Regions from separate parts of the Sus scrofa genome. Here regions 1 and 2 are each linked to region 3. The links are chromatin contacts, called in public Hi-C and HiChIP or PLAC-seq maps. All regions are on one chromosome and are shown on one strand. Each heading gives the region's core, a stretch centred on a gene start, on an enhancer-like site or on the middle of the called end of the contact. The rest is flanking DNA. Distances are from core to core; before and after follow the strand shown. Region 1 holds the start of DCTPP1 (dCTP pyrophosphatase 1). Region 2 has its middle 8.7 kb from the start of SEPHS2. Region 3 holds the start of ZNF768 (zinc finger protein 768).

Region 1 (2,796 bases), core at 73-2,572, 85 kb before region 3:
CGGATCCTTAATCCAGTAAGCAAAGCCAGGGATCAAACCCGCAACCTCATGGTTCCCAGTCGGTTTCGTTAACCACTGAGCCACAACGGGAGACAGGTAAAGGAAGATCGCCACCATCCCTTCTTAGACCTGGATGTCCCTTGCTGGTTTCAGACTTTTCTCTCCTAGCAGACTGGGCATCCCTAGAGGACAGGGACCCATAAGTTATCTCTGTATCTCTAGCAAACAGGCACAGCGTTTTGTTGTGAGGAGGGGGAACTGAATCCAGGGATATTTGATGGTCAAATAAACCCTCCCCTCCCCAACACACAGACTCTTCCAGAAAGCCTTTCATCTACTCACAAGAGCTCTGCCAGTTCTCCCACTTCTCCCACCAAGGCCAGGAGGAGGTTCCGAGGCTGATGGAACTGGTCCCAGTCTCGTTCAGCAGCAAACTCGGCATGGAGGCGGCGGCTGGAATAGGAGGAAGGGGTAGAAGTCCAGGTCCCAAGGTTAGGGGACTGGGGAGGAGATGCAGGGACCCAGCAGGTACCTCAGTAATATGTAATGGGGGCATGGGTATCAGAGGAGATTGTGCAACTAATTCCTTGGATGGCATGAACAAGCCATTTCTTCTTTAGGGGACTTGGTTTCCTCATCTATGAGATGTGTGTGTCCTTACACAGACCCTAAGTTATTGAAACCTAGTAATTCCCTCTTTTCCATTATTCCACTTCCTACTGCTTCTTCTGCAGTTTCCTCCACGTAGAGTATTCCAATCTCTGCATATCTAAATGTTACTGATTTTACAGAATGCAGCGCCAGGACACTTCCCCTAAGATGCCCTCCTAGATTTCCTCAAGAAAGAAACATCTCCACCTCTCAGCACTATATTTGCCCTCATCCTACCTCCTGCTCCTGGAAGGCAGGGGCAGGGCAGTAGTGGCGTCGGACTCTTAACTAGTAGGTAACAATGTTCAGGTGTGCCTTGTTAAGCCCATTTTGCAGACCAGTTGGTTAGAATGTTCGCCCGGGGTCAGCCAGCAGCGCTGGGACCCGAGCATAGCTGCTAGCCTTCCTCCCGACCACGTGGAGGGATCCTCCTCAATAGGAGCGCAATAGGAAGGAGAAAGGGGGAGATCTCCCCAGCCCAGATGGGGCAAGGACAGCTTACATGTCCTCGAGCGTGGGTTCCGAGCTGAAGCTGAAGGAGCCGGCGGCGGCAAAGCCCTCTCCCCCAGAGTCCTCATGCGTCTCCCCACTTTCGGACATGCTGACCACCGCGCTGCAGCCGGGACTGCCCCAGAGAGCCCGGGGCCAAGCTCAGAGCCCCCGCCTCCAGAGCCCATGACCAATCACAGGCGTTCGCGATTGCTTCACGGGGGCGGAGCCTAAGGAAAGACCAATTACTTCTGTGGAGTTAGCTACAGCCCGCCCCTTACCCGGACTGGAGCAACCTAAGAGAACTTCAAGCGGGCGTTCCTAGGCTCCGGCCCTCGAGTTGTTCAGGCTTGCTAAGCATCTTAAAGGTATAGGTACCAGATTCAGCTAGGGGAAGAAACAAAGGGCTGAGGGCAGGAGAGCGCAGGCGTGTCACTTCCCTTTTGGGCGCCAGATGGCGCCAAAGCGAAATGACGGGTTGGGGAGGCCGGTGGAGAGGGCCAGAAGTGAGGGGTTTAAACAAGAAAGGGGAATTTATTTATTATTTATTTTTGTCTTTTTGCTATTTCTTTGGGCCGCTCCCGCGGCATATGGAGGTTCCCAGGTTAGGGGTCGAATCGGAGCTGTAGCCGCCAGCCTACGCCAGAGCCACAGCAACGCGGGATCCGAGCCGCGTCTGTAACCTACACCACAGCTCACAGCAACGCCGGATCATTAACCCACTGAGCAAGGGCAGGGACCGAACCCGCAACCTCATGGTTCCTAGTCGGATTCGTTAATCACTGCGCCACGGCGGGAACTCCATGAAAAAAAAATTTTTAATGTTACAGTATTTAAATATTGTGAAAAGTGGGGCAACTTTAGATTGCATGCGACTTAATAGATGCAAACTATTGCATTTGGAGTGGATAAGCAATGAGATCCTGCTGTATAGCACAGGGAACTGTATCTAATCACTTGTGATAGAACGTGATGGAGAATAATGTGAGAAAAAAGAATGCGTATTTGTGTGACTGGGTCACCTGTGCAGTAGAAAATTGACAGAACACTGTAAACCAACTATAATGGAAAAAATAAAAATCATTTTAAAAAACAGATGGCATGGGCCAGGGAAGATGTGCTAATAACTGCCCTTCCCCTGCTCCATCCTTGCAGAGCCATGATGCTGTTCTGGGGTCTCCCCTCCTCTACTTGATTGACCACATAGTCCCATGACCCTGGCCATTGACCAGTTTTATGGGTGAGCATGTGGCCCAGTTCTTGACAGAAGTTAGAAGTCTGTTGGCAACTTCTGAGAAAGGTTCCTAGGACATAGGGTGTTTCCACCTTTAGATGGTTTTTTGTTTTTTGGGTGTTTTTTGTTTGTTTTTGTCTTTTTAGGGCCACACCCACAGCATATGGAGGTTCCCAGGCTAAGAGTTGAATCAAAGCTACAGCTGCTGGCCTACACCACAGCCACAGCAACGCCAGATCCAAGCCACGTCTGTGACCTACACCACAGCTCATGGCAACGCCAGATCCTTAACCCACTGAGAGAGGCTGGGGATCGAACCCGAGTCCTCAGGGATACTAGTCGGGTTCATTAACCACTGAGTCACGACAGGAACTCCCCGCCTTAGATGCTGGTATGTGAGGATCAGGTTGTGAGGACAGCTG
Region 2 (3,239 bases), core at 520-3,019, 67 kb before region 3:
TGAACCTGCAACCTTTTGGTTCCTAGTCGGATTCGTTAACCACTGTGCCACAACGGGAACTCCTCAATACAGCTTTTTGAAACGTTTTTTATTGTGATAAACTATACATTTAGTACATTTCCATTATACCGAAAGTACTTCAGTAGGCTCAGTACACTTTTTTTTCTTCCTTTTTTTAGGGCCATACCCCTAAAAAAGTTATGGAAGTTATGGAAGTTTCCAGGATAGGGATTGAATGGGAGCTGCAGCTGCCAGGCTACACCACAGTCACAGCAACACTGGATCCAAGCTGTGTCTGCGACTACATCACAGCTCATGGCAACGCTGGATCCTTAACCCACTGAGTGAGGTCAGGAATTGAACCTGTGTCCCCATGGATACTAGTCAGGTTCGTTTCCACTGAGCCACAACAGGAACTCTGGGCTCAGAACACTTTCAATTAAACCTTTTCTGGTTACAAAATCATTGTGTTGTCATTGTAAAAAAGTCGCAAGATGCAACTTAGTAAAAATGAAAAAAGTTAAAACCACTTGAAATCCCTCTTCCCTGAGAGAAATGCTATTGACCCTTTAGGGGAGCAAAGCTCAGACATCTTTCTCCCCGGGAGGCCTGGAGGGCCACCACCTCATACTGACCCCTAGGGGGCGCCCAGTCTTTCTCTCCAAGCTGTGTGCGGCAACAGGCAACATACTGTGTGCTCTGTGTGTCAATACACCTTTCTTTTTTTTTTTTTTTTTTTTTTTTTTTTTTTGGTCTTTTGTCTTTTTTTAGGGCTGCACCCAAGGCATATGGAGTTTCCCAGGCTAGGGGTCAAATCAGAGCTACAGCTGCTGGCCTATACCACAGCCACAGCAACGGAGGATCCGAGCCAAGTCTGTGACCTACACCACAGCTCAGGGCAATGCCAGATCCTTAACCCACTGAGGGGGGCTAGGGATTGAACCCGTGTCCTCATGTTGCTAGTCAGGTTCATTAACCACGGAGCCACTGATGGAAACTTCCACTTTTTTTTTTAAAGCAAAAATGAGATCATCTTATTTATTTCCAGTAAGGAAATTAAATGATGGCTGAAAAAAAATCTGGCATGGAATAGATACTGGAGATACAGCAGTGAACACAGCAGACAGAAACCTCTGTTCTCATGGAGCCAACATGCTAGTGGAGTGAAAAATAGCAACAGATAAGAGCAATCATTTGTTAGGGATAGATATTAAGGAAAAAAAATAGTCTGGAGACAGAGGGGTAAGAAGTTTGGTATGTGAGTGTGTATTGTATTGTATGATTGTGGCCAGGAAACCCTTCACTGAGAAGGTGATTTTTTTTTTTTTCCTTTTAGGGCCACACCTGCAGCAGATGGAAGTTCTTTGGCCAGGGGGTTGTATCAGAGCTGCACTGCCAGCCTACACCACAGCCACAGCAACACCAGATCCAAGCCACGCCTTCGACCTATGTTGCAGCTTGAGGCAACGCCAGACCCTTCACCCACTGATCAAGGCCAGGGATGGAACCTGCATCCTCAAAGACACCATGTCGGGTTCTTAACCTGCTGAGCCACAATGGGAACTCCCTGAGAAGGTGATTTTGGAGTAAAAGCCTGAATGATGAGAAGAATAAGGATCCAGATACCTTATTAAAGTGTGAGGCAGATATCTAGGAAGGAGTGTTTCAGCCAGTGAGAACAGCAAATGCAAAGGCCCTGGGGCAGGAAGCAGTATGCCTGTGTTGCCTAGGAACAAGGAGGCCAGGGTGACTATTGCAGAGTGGGTGGGGAGAGTTAGAGGAAATGAAGTCAGACAGATATGGCACAGGGTAGGGCGGGGGTGGTACAGGATATAGGGCCTCTCAGGTCATTGTAAGACTGACATCACCAATCCTTTCTATATTGTAACATCTGCAATCAAACCCCAGAGATCCAAAACCTTTCCCATCAGTCTGAGTCCTCACCACTCTGGCCCAGCATCCAAGGCAGTGTCCCCAACTGCTGTCCCCTGGCTTGGATCTGACCCAGGCTAGGAGCAGCTTCCCCTGGGCTTGCCCGTGGGACTTCTAGCAAGGCTCTGCCTCAGAAGACTTGAGAAATGACACCCAAGGCCACAACTCTCACACTCTTAACCACCATCCACCATCCCCAAAGGAAGGAAGCTTCATCTTTGCATCTGGGGTCAGTGTGAGAAGCCCTTGTCAGCCAACTCTTGCCATAGGAACAAGGGAAAAACAGGAGAGAAAAGGACCCAGATTGAAGGGAGAACTCAGAGAAGGGAGGCTGCGGAGACAGAGACGAGAGATCTTGAGTGGCTTTGATGGTGGCGGCCGAGGGAATCATATGATCTTCTGGGGGAACAGCATTCCATACAGAAACCCTTAGAGCAAAGGCCCAAGACAGGAGTTCCCATGGTGGCTCAGCAGTGACGACCCTAAAATAGTATCCTCGAAGACACAGGTTCGATCCCTGGTCTCGCTCAGTGGGTCAGGGATCCAGCGTTACTGTGAGCTATGATGTAGGTTGCAGACGCAGCTCGGATCTGGTGTTGCTGTGGCTGGAGCATAGGCCAGCAGCTGCAGCTCCGATTCAACCCCTAGCCTGGAAACTTCCATATGCCACAGATGTGGCCCTAAAAAAAAAAAAAAAAAGCCCCAAGACAGAGCAAGCCTGACGTGATGGAGGAGCAGCAAGGAGGCTGCAAGTGGGCGAGAGAAGGACTGGAGGAGGTGATGTCAGAGGGCACAGAGGGCCTGATGCCCAGGGCCTGTGGGCCTTGGTAAGGCCTTTGGCTTTGGCTCTGAGTGAGACTGGAGCTGCTGGGGGCTTTAGACCAGAGGAGAGACGTGATCATTCTGGCTAAGGTGAGGCAGATGGGCTTGAGAGGTGGAAGCAGAGGGGCAGTGAGAAGTTTCTTGCAAAAACCCAGGGGAGGTTTTGTGGCAGCGTGGCTTGAGAATCCGGCACTGTCACTGCTGTGGCTCAGGTTGCTGTTATAGCACATGTTTGATCTCTGGCCTGGAAATTTCCGCATGTTGTGGGCGTGGCCCCCGCAAAAAAAATGTGTGGGAGAGACAATGGTGCTTTGCACCATTGGCTACACTGATGATGATGAGAACCAGTCAGATTCTGGGAAATTTTTGAAAGAGAGCCAATGGCTTTCCTGATAGGTTGAATGTAAGATCTGATGGGTCATGGGGAGGATTTTTGGATTTTTTTCTCCCAAGAGAAAGAGGAAGGCACAGGATTGAATTTAAGC
Region 3 (3,068 bases), core at 63-2,562:
CTTTGAGATTCATATCCAGGGCTCCCAGGTTCATACCCAGGGCTCTTGGGTTCATACCCAGGGCTCCGGGGTTCATATCCAGGGCTCTTGGGTTCATACCCAGGGCTCTTGGGTTCGTACCCAGGGCTTTGGGATTCAAAGTCGGGGCTCTGAGAATCTGATTCAGGGCTTCTGGGCGCAAATTCAGGGCTTGGGGGCACAAACCCAGGGCTTCGGGACTCAAAACCTGGGCTTTCAGGCTCAAACCTGGGGCTTTGGGGTTCAAACTCTGGGCTTTGTGACCCAAACCCAGGGCTCTGGGGTTCAAGCCCAAAGGGTATCTCTTCGACCTCATAGTCCCCAGTGCCTTCTTGCTGAGAAATTTCCTCTTCCTCATTCTCACTCATGTTGCCTGCAGGATCAGAAAATTACAGAAAACCCAGATTGTGTGGGGCATGGAAGGTCTCTGGGTCCCACCACTAGTTGCCACAAGCCTTTTTCTCCTCCTCAAGCAGGGTCGCTGGCCCTCGAGCAAGTGCTGAAATTCCCACCACCCCCTCAGCAAATCCAGGACACCAGGTCCCCGCCCCCCGCCTCCTCCAGGTCCCAGGTGTCCAAGCCCCCGGCTCTTTTCCCCTCCCTGCAGCCCCCTCTCCCGCTCCCAGGCACGCTCCTCGGAGGGGCGCTCCCTCCCTCACCTTTGAGGGACCCTTCGGGGCTCCCCATTTCGTCACGACTTTGCACATCCTGGGGCTCGAGGCCCCATGGCGACGCCTCCCGTTCCATCCCCGCCGGCTCCCAGTGCGGCGGTGGCGGCGGCGATGGCGGACGATCCTGCGACCCGGGTCTGAGTGCCCTGAGACCCAGGCCCTCGCCGCCCGCCCGCTCAGCGCCGCCCAGGGGACCTGGCTGCCCAGCGTCGGCCCCAGAGGCCGGACGTCTTGACCCTGGGCCTCTCCGGCCGGCCGGGCCCCTCCCCTACCCGCGGCCCCGCCCCCACCCACAAGGACTCGGCTTGCCCTGGGGTCTCCTCAGGCCCTCGTGCGTTGTGGCCTCGGAGGTGAGGGGCTTCGCGACTCGCCTTGCCGCCCCGGGATACCGCTCCCCGCCCGAGACCCCGCCGTCTGGCCCCCCAGCCCGGGCAGGGCTGCGGCTGGCCGACCCCCTCCCCTCCGCACAGGAAGTGTCCGTCCGCGGCCAGTTTCCCCCGCTGGCTAGCGCCGCGGCCTCTCTAGGAGCGGCTGGAGGTGGAAACTCGTTGGCATTAACCCTGGGCTGGATGGCCCGGGCGTCGAGGTAGGGGAGGACGGGGCGCCCTGCAGGCGCCAGGAAAGGCTGGGGCAGTTTGTGTGCCTATGTGCTAGGTCTCCGTCCGCCTGAGGGCCTATCTGTCCGTATTCCGGGCCCTGCGTCCCTCAGTGCCTGTGGCCAAGGGCGAGGCAACTAGCGAGACCAAGGTCAGCGAGAAGGAGCGACGCTTCCCGGCGCCAGCGGGGGCGGCGTCTAGCTCCCCTCCCCTCCCCGGCCTTGGGGTCAGCTCTGGCCGCGCCTCGGGAAACTGGATAGACGCCCCCCAACTTAGGCTCATCGAGTCTCCCGAGTCTGGGAACCCCTCCTCGAACTGTACACCCCCACCCCATGCGCGCCCTCCCCGACTCCTCCCGGCCCCCTACTCTCTCTGCTCCTCCTAATCGCCACCCTTCCCCCCTCGGTGAGGGCTAGGACCGTTGCCAAGGAAACAACCCCGCCTCCGTTTCCAGAGACACCGCCCCTACCTCTCAGCGAGCTCCGCGATTGGCCGGTGGAGCTCGTGCTCTCACCATCCCGCCCCCTCCCACTACACCAACTGCTAGGAGTTAATGGTCGCCAGGGAACGCGAGGCAGTTTTCTTATTGGTTGCGGGGTGCGCAGGCCGGTTCCACCTCCCCGGTGCTCCAGAAATGCCTGCGGGAGGAGTAGGAGGGAGGTCCCTGGCGTCTCCCTTCTAGACCGGCCTGTGCTTTCAGATCTTTTCCCGCCCCCGTTTACGCCTCATTAAGTTTTATCTTTCCGAAGACCGAAAGCCGAGGGATCTGAGGACAGACACCCTTCCTCCCCGGCCTCTGCCCACACTCTGCTTCCTAGCACCTTCCTTCTCCCCACAGGTTCCAGGTGCTGATGGGGCCCATCGGAGGGATACTGCCAAAGAGAGAAGGCTGCTTCCTTTTCTGTTACCCTGCCTCTCCCCTCCACCTTCCCTGAGTTTAACGCCATATCTGGAGTCTTAATCTCTGGTTCCTGGCTTTTCTCACAGAGAGGCAAGGATCTTTGGGAATCCCTTCAGGTGAAGGTAATAGAGTTCAGGAAGGGAAGTGGACCAAGAGAGAATCATGTGGCCTTTAAGACAGCCTTTAAGACTTTGCAGGCCTGTCCGACTTGCATAGAGGCTTGTAGAGGAAGAGAACCTGAGAAGCACTGCCGTAGGTGCAGTTTTGAATCAAGGAAAAAAATGACCCTGGAAAGAGAACTTAAGAGGATCCAACCCTTGCTACTGAAATTAGTTGGCAGTGTTCCTGACAATGAATGAGCCAGATTCTTCCTATGGGGATGATGCAAGAACTATAGAGTGTGTTTTCTCGTTGCCTTCCCAGACAAAGGAAGGGAAGAAACTGGTTAGGAGGAAACATGGCGTCTTCTATTCTTCTAAAAAGAGATGAGAACAAGAATTTGGAGAATCCCAAGTGGTGAAACGCTGGAGAGAAGCCATCTCAGTAAAGGCTTACAATCACAGACAGGTGTCTTCCTACAAATAAAGTGAGTACTTCTCTGCCCTCCAGAACAGCTTATAGCTCCATGCCTTTCTCCCATCCCAATGTCTGTCTTTGCAGAGAATGACCCACAGAGCCCAGCGCTAGAGAGCCTACATGGGCAGAACACCCTACAGGTACCCTGAGTATGGGCAAAGCTGGACCTGATCACCTCCTGGTCATTCCCAAAGCACAGATGAGAGACAAGCCTTTTGCTTTGCTGCTGCTTCTTTTTTTTCCTTTGGCTTTTTAGGGCCACACCTGCAGCATATGGAAGTTCCCTGGCTAGGGGTCGAATCGGAG

The links. Hi-C and Micro-C count contacts between places; a contact is called where the count stands out from the background. HiChIP or PLAC-seq counts read pairs in DNA pulled down with a chosen protein or histone mark.
Region 1: a contact with region 3 is called in an H3K27ac HiChIP or PLAC-seq map of alveolar macrophages, with 5 times the contacts expected there. The contact joins the promoter of DCTPP1 here to the promoter of ZNF768 in region 3. A contact is called at or near these places in 4 of 5 promoter capture datasets (fetal liver, fetal skeletal muscle and liver), 32 of 47 Hi-C or Micro-C datasets (adipose tissue, alveolar macrophages, blood and 15 more) and 2 of 2 datasets of contacts at active chromatin or transcription factors (alveolar macrophages and skeletal muscle).
Region 2: a Hi-C map of liver shows a contact between it and region 3, with 5 times the contacts expected there. The contact joins the enhancer-like site here to the promoter of ZNF768 in region 3. A contact is called at or near these places in 4 of 5 promoter capture datasets (fetal liver, fetal skeletal muscle and liver), 24 of 47 Hi-C or Micro-C datasets (adipose tissue, alveolar macrophages, blood and 12 more) and 2 of 2 datasets of contacts at active chromatin or transcription factors (alveolar macrophages and skeletal muscle).

The regions. Positions count from the first base shown.
Region 1 is chr3:17,894,952-17,897,747 of Sscrofa11.1, reverse strand. DCTPP1 (dCTP pyrophosphatase 1) reads right to left here and starts at 1,322. Exons shown (of 3, transcript XM_003354540.4): 1 at 1,154-1,322; 2 at 343-453. The coding sequence starts at 1,251.
Region 2 is chr3:17,876,656-17,879,894 of Sscrofa11.1, reverse strand. No RefSeq gene overlaps it. Among named protein-coding and RNA genes, the nearest start is that of SEPHS2, 8.7 kb to the left of the region's middle. Within about 2 kb of position 1,769, at least 17 of the 83 cell types and tissues checked have an H3K27ac peak or open chromatin away from gene starts, as enhancers often do. A contact at or near this core is called in alveolar macrophages, liver and retroperitoneal adipose tissue, where this site is marked.
Region 3 is chr3:17,809,578-17,812,645 of Sscrofa11.1, reverse strand. It overlaps ZNF768 (zinc finger protein 768), which reads right to left and starts at 1,312. Exons shown (of 2, transcript XM_005653012.3): 1 at 678-1,312; 2 at 1-391. The coding sequence starts at 765. It overlaps LOC102158302 (a long non-coding RNA gene), which reads left to right and starts at 1,661. Exons shown (of 2, transcript XR_002342367.1): 1 at 1,661-2,308; 2 at 2,610-2,794.